Linked DNA regions of Drosophila melanogaster: region 2 is linked to region 1. A link is a contact called in public HiChIP or PLAC-seq data. All regions are on one chromosome and are shown on one strand. The core of a region is the stretch at or near the end of the contact, and the rest is flanking DNA. Distances in the headings are between cores, read along the strand shown.

Region 1 (4,135 bases), core at 1,053-3,552:
GCACGGTGGGGAAATACAGTTAAATTTCGGGAGTCCATGTGAAATTAAATGTATCAAGCTGCACTGAAAGAAATAGGTATGACCAAAATAAATGTCTATCCAGTATTACTATTATTTGATACTTTTTATAGTAATATTTCATTTCATTGTACATTAGTAGTGACAACCATTTTAATTTAGGTCAATCCAAAAATATATAAAATTCGCGGCCTTGCAGCTGTATCTTTTCAAATAATAAATAAAATAAAATAACAAAATAAAGTATTTGTAGTTCATTGAGCATTATTTTTAAATTGTTTTAAATGGAATTTAGCCATTTACAATGTACTTTACAAGCGAATATCTAGTATACATTAAAATCCTGGCCAAAAAGTGTTGCCTACCTAAGAGGGCTCTTCAGATTGCTAACGATAAGTATTTGCAAACAGCTCATATGGTCATGCAAAAATCATGTTTAATATTTTCAACTTTTTTGGCGCCACATTAACATTAAAACTCCACTCGAGATGAAATTATACTACGAGTAGATATCATAATATATTCCTTGCAATGTATGTACATATGTACATATGTGTGTGTCTGCGTTTGTGTGTGTGTATGCTTTTCATTATGTGGAAGCCTTAAATATTAATAACAGTTGCGATTTTAAATGATTAAAACTCGGCGCATGTGTGAGTAAGCCTGCTCCTGCGTTTGTGTTTGTGTGTGTGCGTGTGTGTGCGGAACAGAAGGTACAGTTGGCCACAGGAAATGCCAGCCAAGCTGTGACCCTTCCACATCCACATCCATTTCCCACCTTCCCACCATCCCCAACATTTTACCCACACTTTTCCCCCCCATAAAGCCAACTGCCCACGCCAATGGAGCTGCGTTTACCCAATTTCCGGTGTCACTTTGCCTTGTCGCACTATGTGGCAACTCTACGACTTTGTGACATTAATTAATAAATGAAAAAAGGTAGTTAAGATAAGAACAAAAAGCTATAATAAAAGATATATATACATATATTCCCACTTTCAATACAATCATCCGTTAGATTCAAATAGTATAATTCGTATACTCTTACTTTTAGTAGTAAAAATTGTAAGTTAACATTACACAGAAATAAATGTCTCGTAAAACAACCAATTCATTAAATTGAACCAAAATTTGGATCTACAAATAAGCATTTTACAGTGCTACACAACTGAAATGTACGTTTTGAGTAAGAGCGCCTTTTTGTAATAGTACAATCAGCATAACCCTCTAATTATCGGTATGCCGCACTAGAAGATTTATTTGTGTTTTCAATACATTGTGGATAAAATTAGATTAAGATTATCCCCTTTCACACCCTGTACGTAAATCACTGTTACCCTTTCTCTATATTTGTATAATCTAGTTTGATAATAATGAAATGGACACAGGGCACACTACTGTTACTTCGCATAGTTTTTCTGCGAGTGTAGCCTCTGCCTCAGCCGACGGCTCTGCCGCCGCGATGTTTTCTTCTCTGCTCATTTCGCTGTTCGTGTTCCATTGCCATTTTACTGCACTTCCCATTCGTATGCGTTAGTATGCGTGTGTGTGAGCTGCATTGTTTGCATTTCAAATTGAATTCCTTTACATTTTCAACTCCTTTTCGTGTCGCTCTCCCTCTCTCTCCCTTTCTCTTCCTTTGCCACTGCTTAAAAATATGCGATGGCATTTGGTTGTTGGTGCGTTCTGCATCTGCTGTTTTTTCTCTCATTGTTGTTTGGCTGTTGTTATTGTTTTTGTTGGCCAGCAAGCATTTTTCAATTATGATCGAGCAGTATTTGTCGCTCGTTTTGTTGTTTTGGTTTGGCTTAGTTGCCCATTGTGTTTTTCCATCGGCGTTCGTATCTGTATCTGTATGTGAATTTGTGTACTTAGTTTTTGTGATGGTTTTCTCGCATTTCACCCTGTTTTAAGAGGCTCTACGATCATTATTTTGCTTGCCGGCTGTTCGGCTCTTCCGTTTCTTCTTCTCCCATCGATCTTCTCTTTCTTCCCACCACCCATTCCCATCCCAATCCATCTATCACTATCACTCTCTTCTTCGCGTTTCTGCTGCTTCGTCTTCTTCTTCTTTTGGCGCGAGTAATTGAAATCGTAACTGGCAAAAATAAAAATCTTTGAGATATGCAAATGAGAACTGAAACTCAAGGCGCTGATGAGGAAGAAGCAGAGCACGATGAAGAGAGCGCTGTGAAAGATGATGAAGAAGAAGAAGAAGTGTTGGGCAAACAAGCGGAGATTGGGAAGAGAAAACGAAAGAAAACGCCAGGGACGAAAGAGAGTAAGATATAGATATTGTGCAAACGAAAACAGCCGACAAGCAAACAAGGCAACAAACGCAGCAACAACAACAGAAAGAAAAACAACAACAATGGCCCACCACAGCGATCCGCACAAAGTATTAATAATAATATGAATAATAGTAATAATAATGATCATATCTGGATGTATAGATGTACATAAATTGGTAAAGATGCGCCGATCAAAATCAACATATGTACATACTTTTTCCATTGGCAGATACAAGATTAAAAGATTGTATTTAATTTGCTTACAAGTTACATATTGTATATAAAAATGTGTTATGATATACTCATGTACCGGGTACAAAAATCGTATTACTTGAAAATATCTTTAAAATCAACCCTATAAAGTCGACAATATTCAACGCGAATGTTTTTATAGGATCGTATGTACATACATATGTACATATGCATGTATGTACATATACTTATGTACGTACATACATATGTACACAGGTATGTGGTACAATCCTTGAGTTTTTTACTATTAATTGGATTTTTTTTTCAAGAATCTACATACATATACATACTTTTAGAAAGTTTAGAAGGTTTATTTTCACAGTTTTATAGAGGAGATCTATAAAACTAAGATACCCACTTTTAGAGTATAGAAAGAAAAGTGAGCAATTTCTGCTGTGTAATTCATAATTACCGTGTGAAGAGTAAATACTAGATAATAGCATGCGTTTACATAGAAATCTACACAAGTACATATGCAAGTATATAAACAAATAAGTCTTCATGTACATACATATGTCAACAAATTTGAAAGTTGTGGTAAAATCCTCTCTATTTGATTTTAAACATACACTTACATTTAATTGATCAACTTTGCTTGCAGGATTCAATAATGAAACAGTGATGGCATAAACAAAGCTAATGTTTTATTTTAATTTAATTCAAAAACATATTGTTACTGCACACGACAGTGGTGAGTTACAGCATTGAAATCCTGCATACACGTCGCTAGATTGCATTATTGAGAATTCAAAGTTACAGGTGTAAGTTGCCCATCGTCCCGCGCAATTAAGAGAAAAGAGGGAAAAAAGTGACGGCGCTGGGACGGACATCTGTACCTGCTCAATTAAAAAGTCATTAACTGCGGCACACAAGTTGCACGCAGAGGAACCAAAAACCCGACCCGAGCGATAGAAGGACTGTGATTGACACCAGCACGCAAGATCCACCCTCCCTTCTCCGGCCGTCTGTCTATCTGTCCGTTCGTCTGTCCGTTCGTCTGTCCATTCGTCCGTCCGTATAAATCTGCCGATATAGCAGAGACATATCGATGCACGCACCTTGCAATTACCCGGTTGGATATCGAGGATCGAGATCCGAGTATGGAGGCATGTGGCGCAGAGACTCTGCGTAGAATTGCTCAAGTGGCAGGGATGGCAAATCCTATTCCGCAGGTGGTAGGTCAAAATTCAGGTACTCTACGCTCTTTTCTAACGTTATTTCAACGTGATGAGGCACCAGACTAAGAAAATACTATGAGCATTATTATTTTTAATTAATTAAGTTGGTAATGTAATCGTCACTGTGATACGACGTAATATGCTACAAAATATAACGATAATTGTGAAACATGATTGAAGACGATCTCTCACTATATTTCTCATTTCAAAGGATTAAACTTCAATGTATAGAAAAATATCTAACCCACTCCAAGGTTATGTGACAAGTGTCGCTTTCTGGTACTTCGTGGTTATTACATCCGATTACAGGGTATAATTAATTGCTACCATGTATCTGTATCTGCAGACCTGGAGGGGCAGATGACCTGCCTGGAAGTTCTGCAACTTTTGCCACTG
Region 2 (4,135 bases), core at 451-2,950, 330 kb before region 1:
TTAAAAAAGCATCAATAACAGTTTAATTGGAATATTCACCTCTGCATTGATCCCAGCCATTGCGATTCAATTGTTATAATGCGTGTGCTTATAAAAATCATATATCTATAAATAATTCATACTTCCACCATTCGAGCTGGGAACCTTCTTTCTTTCTGTTTGGCACGTAATTCGCCAATTTGGTGAGTGGCTGAAAAAAGGTTTTTGAATTTTTAATTAGAAAGGCATTCGTGCGTGCCTTGTTTTTGGGAAACCCTCGAACCCTCCTTCCCGGGCAAGTGTTATAATAATAACAATTCGCCATTCGTGCCGCCTATATCCCTTTTATTGGGCTTGTCTGCTGCTTATCATTTGACAGCCTCCGGCCGAGAGGAGAACCCTTATCAAAAGCGAGAGACGTCACATTATATTGAGCTAAAATCAGTTTACAGCATGTGTGAGGAGGATAGAATAGAAATGCCAGAGCCAACACGGATGGAAAATCTATTTCGCATTTACCCATTTTCCTTGTCACATCTAACTAGGCAAAGCTATGATTTGGGCATTCCCACTGAAGCCCAGAAGAGCCGAGAGAATCCAGATGGGGGGCACTTGGGGTAAGTCCTGCAGCTTATTGCACAGAACAATGCCATCAATCAAACTTGGCCAATAATGTGAGTATCTGCGACCTCGGACCGCCACTTCACCTCCTTCAAATCCGCAATCCATTGCGTAAATGTCAACTAATGGATATAATTGGTGCGGCTGGGGCCCTCAATGACATTCATTAAATCGCAGACTCCTTGAAGTTCAGTTTGGATTTCGTTTTAATTGGAAATTCTTTTCACTCCTGACCGATCTCAGTAACCCGTAAGTTATAATAACATGCGGACCGGACCCATTTTGGTAATTAGCACAGCAATAATGTTGCAAAAGTTTCGCTTGATGGGAATGGTTGGGTTATGGGCAAGTCGATCCATGAATATTCATTTTACCATCACATATTCCATTTTATATCACACTTCGGATTGAATGCTCAGCTAAATTCCTTTAAAAACCAACATACACTAGTTCTCCAGAAACCCAAAATCCATGTAGCATCCAATGGAATTGAATTTAACTTGAAGATTTATTAAGGTTCTGCTTTTTCTATTCAGTGCATGTTAGAAGGTCAAAGACTACATATTATGTGTATGATTTGAGCAATTTTGATTCGCTTTCATTGTTCATTGCCAGTTTTAATATATATACTAGTTGGTAGATAAACATATTTGCACATATTTCGTCATATAGTTGTGCTGCACTCAACAAAAGAAAAAAAAAAACGCTGTTTTGGCTTACAGTCGAAGTAGACCTAGGAAAAGCACTGACAGATGTCCTTCTTGCACTGGCCCACCCAGTGACCTTGGCGTTTGCAGTAGCTGTGGCACTGGGGGTGGTGTGGGTGATGTGGCGAGAGCTGGGCGCAGTGGGCGGGGTCCGGCTGAATGTGGCGCACCTTGATCGTGAATATGCCCAGTGGCTTGTCGGTGGCATCTTCCTCCTCTCCGAAATCGATGCCCAGTTCGTTGGCATCGGGTGCGGGAATATCGGGAACATTCGTCTCCACGGGATTCGCCCGACCTTGACCAAGGAACAGACCGATGGTGAGGATCAGGCAGAGCAGCAGGGCGGGCTTTATTGCGCTCATCTCGGTGGCAAGCAAGAAGCAACTGATGCCGTTCCGTTTCCAAGATTTCGATTCGAGCATCCACTTCCAGTGCTCCATTGTGCCGCCTTATCAGTTTCACTTCCCGCTCAAGGTCACCGAGCCCAGCTCTCAGCTCTCGCGCGTTCTAATCACTGTAACTGGACGCACTCCCCGAGTATCTGCCCATTCGCGATTGCGCCTCGGTTTGGCTCAAGTTTCAGATTGGATCCGCTTGAGTTGAGAGAGCATTTCTGCGACTTAACTCTAGACGAGCCTACAAATCGTAAAATTGTATCAATTAAATGTATAATAATTAATACGAAATCTAGACAGATTTCTATAGTCTATAGAGTTTATCGACTATCGGATACCCATTACTCGGCTTAAGAGCGTCCGCAGACAAATGTGTATATATGCAAGTAGGAGCCTCATCTAGCGGCTGTTTAATTTTTTGTTTATGTTTACATTTAAACTTTAAAAAACAACAGTTTTCAAAACAGCGACCAACAACTATCTAGTTTTAATAGTTTACGATCTTGTTAGATTTCTCAGTTTTTACGGACGGACAAATGGACGGGGTCATGTTCATATCAACTCGGCTAGTGATTCTGAATAATATTAATATATTTATATGCATATATAAATAAAGTCGATTATGGGCTTCTTCAACATGTCACATATTTTCCAACGAATAAGTGTTAAATGTTATTGAAGAGCTGTTTGAGTTTGATTTACTTGGAACCACCTCGAATCATCGGCATTGGCCACTCCCTTATTTATTGGAAAAGTGTACTTTTTCGCCAAAATGTTATACATTATTTTTGTGGGGAAACGGCTACAATTTCGCTGATTTTCTCCGTTTTTGTACACAAAATAACAAATGTTGAGCGAACGATTTACGCGGAAATTTGATTTTTATGTTCGTGGAGCTGGTATCCTTGCTCCTTTTCTGCTTTCTGCTTTCACATTTCTCCTTTCTCCCTGCCGCTGTCATTTCGCCAGAAGTTAGTAAAATTGATGGGCAACGGACAGGCAGTTAAAGCCACATAAAAACACCATTTCTGGGGTAATTTTTGGCGCACCCGCCAGCATACATGCGAGCTTCTATACTCGAGTCTCATTTGTTTTAAAATGCAAAAACCATAAAAATAATCATGATAACATTACACAATAATAATAATAATAATAATAATAATAATTACGGCGCTCAAATGTAATACACTGGGAACATCTGCCAAGAGGCAACCCCACCCCGAATTTTCCCATTTTCGCAGCCTTTTTTACCCACACCCATGGGAAAAGTCAATGAAACCGAGCGAAGTGAAGATGTTAACATCCGGAAGACGAGGACTACATTGTACATAGGGCCCTATTTCCGTGCCTATATATTTTTGGATAGTAGTTGTAGAATATGGTATCGTACCCCCCAGCTGTCATCGGGAAGTGATGAAATACATATGCAAATGTGTGGACAAAGCTGGCTTGAAAGTGCTTTTTAGCCAATTGTTATTCAACAAATGCAAAGCCAGAACGAAAGGAATTGATGGACTAATTGGCAAAACGGCATAAATCTCATACAGTAGACTGAATAACGAAGAAGCAGGAGAAAGTTTTCTCTAAACGCTTAAATTTCATTGCTGCAAATGAAGCGCAATAAGTAGAGCAACAACAAAAGCTAAGTGGGCGGTTTTTCTTCGTTGTTTTATTTGTTTTTTTGTGGGCGGTTATCAGGCTTAAGCGAATCGAAGAAAACAGGTGGAAAAATACGGCAAAGAAACAATTTCTGTTGTGCTTAACTTGTTGATGGCCGGGAGAAACATTTTGTCAGTGGCAAAAGTTTCATTTCATTCCTTCTTTTTCCTTTTAATTAAAAAAGTTTCCGCCTCCTTCCGCTTCTCATATTGTTGTGGTTGGCTTGTGCTTAGAGGCTCAAGTTCTTCAATGGAATCAAATTCCCATATGAAATTTGGTGTTACTCAAAAGAGGTTGATTCCCTCAGCGGGAATTCAATCAAGTGCAATGTGATCAAATGTTCTGCCACCTTGCCATTTAAATTTATTGTAGCTTACTAAAATAAATTTCGTTGTTCACACAAAAGGCGGGAATTTATTTTAATAAATTAACATTACTGTGTGTGTGTTTTATTCTAATTTTTATTTACCACCAATAGAACAGAATAGAACAGATTTTATGAACTGATATGTGCCTACAAACTAACACTCACGAAAACACGAAAACTGTGAGATTAGGCCTATGAAATTAAAAAGCGATACCATCATTTCCAGAAATAATGCAATAGAACGTTTGTATTTTAATTCTCTCAGTGTATCGAGTTAATCACGAGCAAGCGCTACTCGCTACAGCGAACTCACTACTTCCCGAAATAAGCAAACAATTTTCAAGCCAGTATACATTTCTACAAGCCACAAAAGTTGAAAGCTCAATGACTGGTATCTTAAAGTGTGG

What was found. HiChIP or PLAC-seq counts read pairs in DNA pulled down with a chosen protein or histone mark.
Region 2: a contact with region 1 is called in a Psq HiChIP or PLAC-seq map of the Kc167 cell line, with 3 times the contacts expected there. The contact joins the promoter of CG34331 here to the promoter of lncRNA:CR44885 in region 1. A contact is called at or near these places in 6 of 107 Hi-C or Micro-C datasets (the Kc167 cell line, the OSC cell line, gut and 1 more) and 1 of 6 datasets of contacts at active chromatin or transcription factors (the Kc167 cell line).

Annotation. Positions count from the first base shown.
Region 1 is chrX:19,786,323-19,790,457 of dm6, reverse strand. It overlaps lncRNA:CR44885 (long non-coding RNA:CR44885), which reads left to right and starts at 2,302. Exons shown (of 3, transcript NR_123962.1): 1 at 2,302-2,416; 2 at 3,163-3,252; 3 at 3,315-3,728.
Region 2 is chrX:20,120,018-20,124,152 of dm6, reverse strand. CG34331 reads right to left here and starts at 1,700. Exons shown (of 2, transcript NM_001298549.1): 1 at 1,478-1,700. The coding sequence starts at 1,669.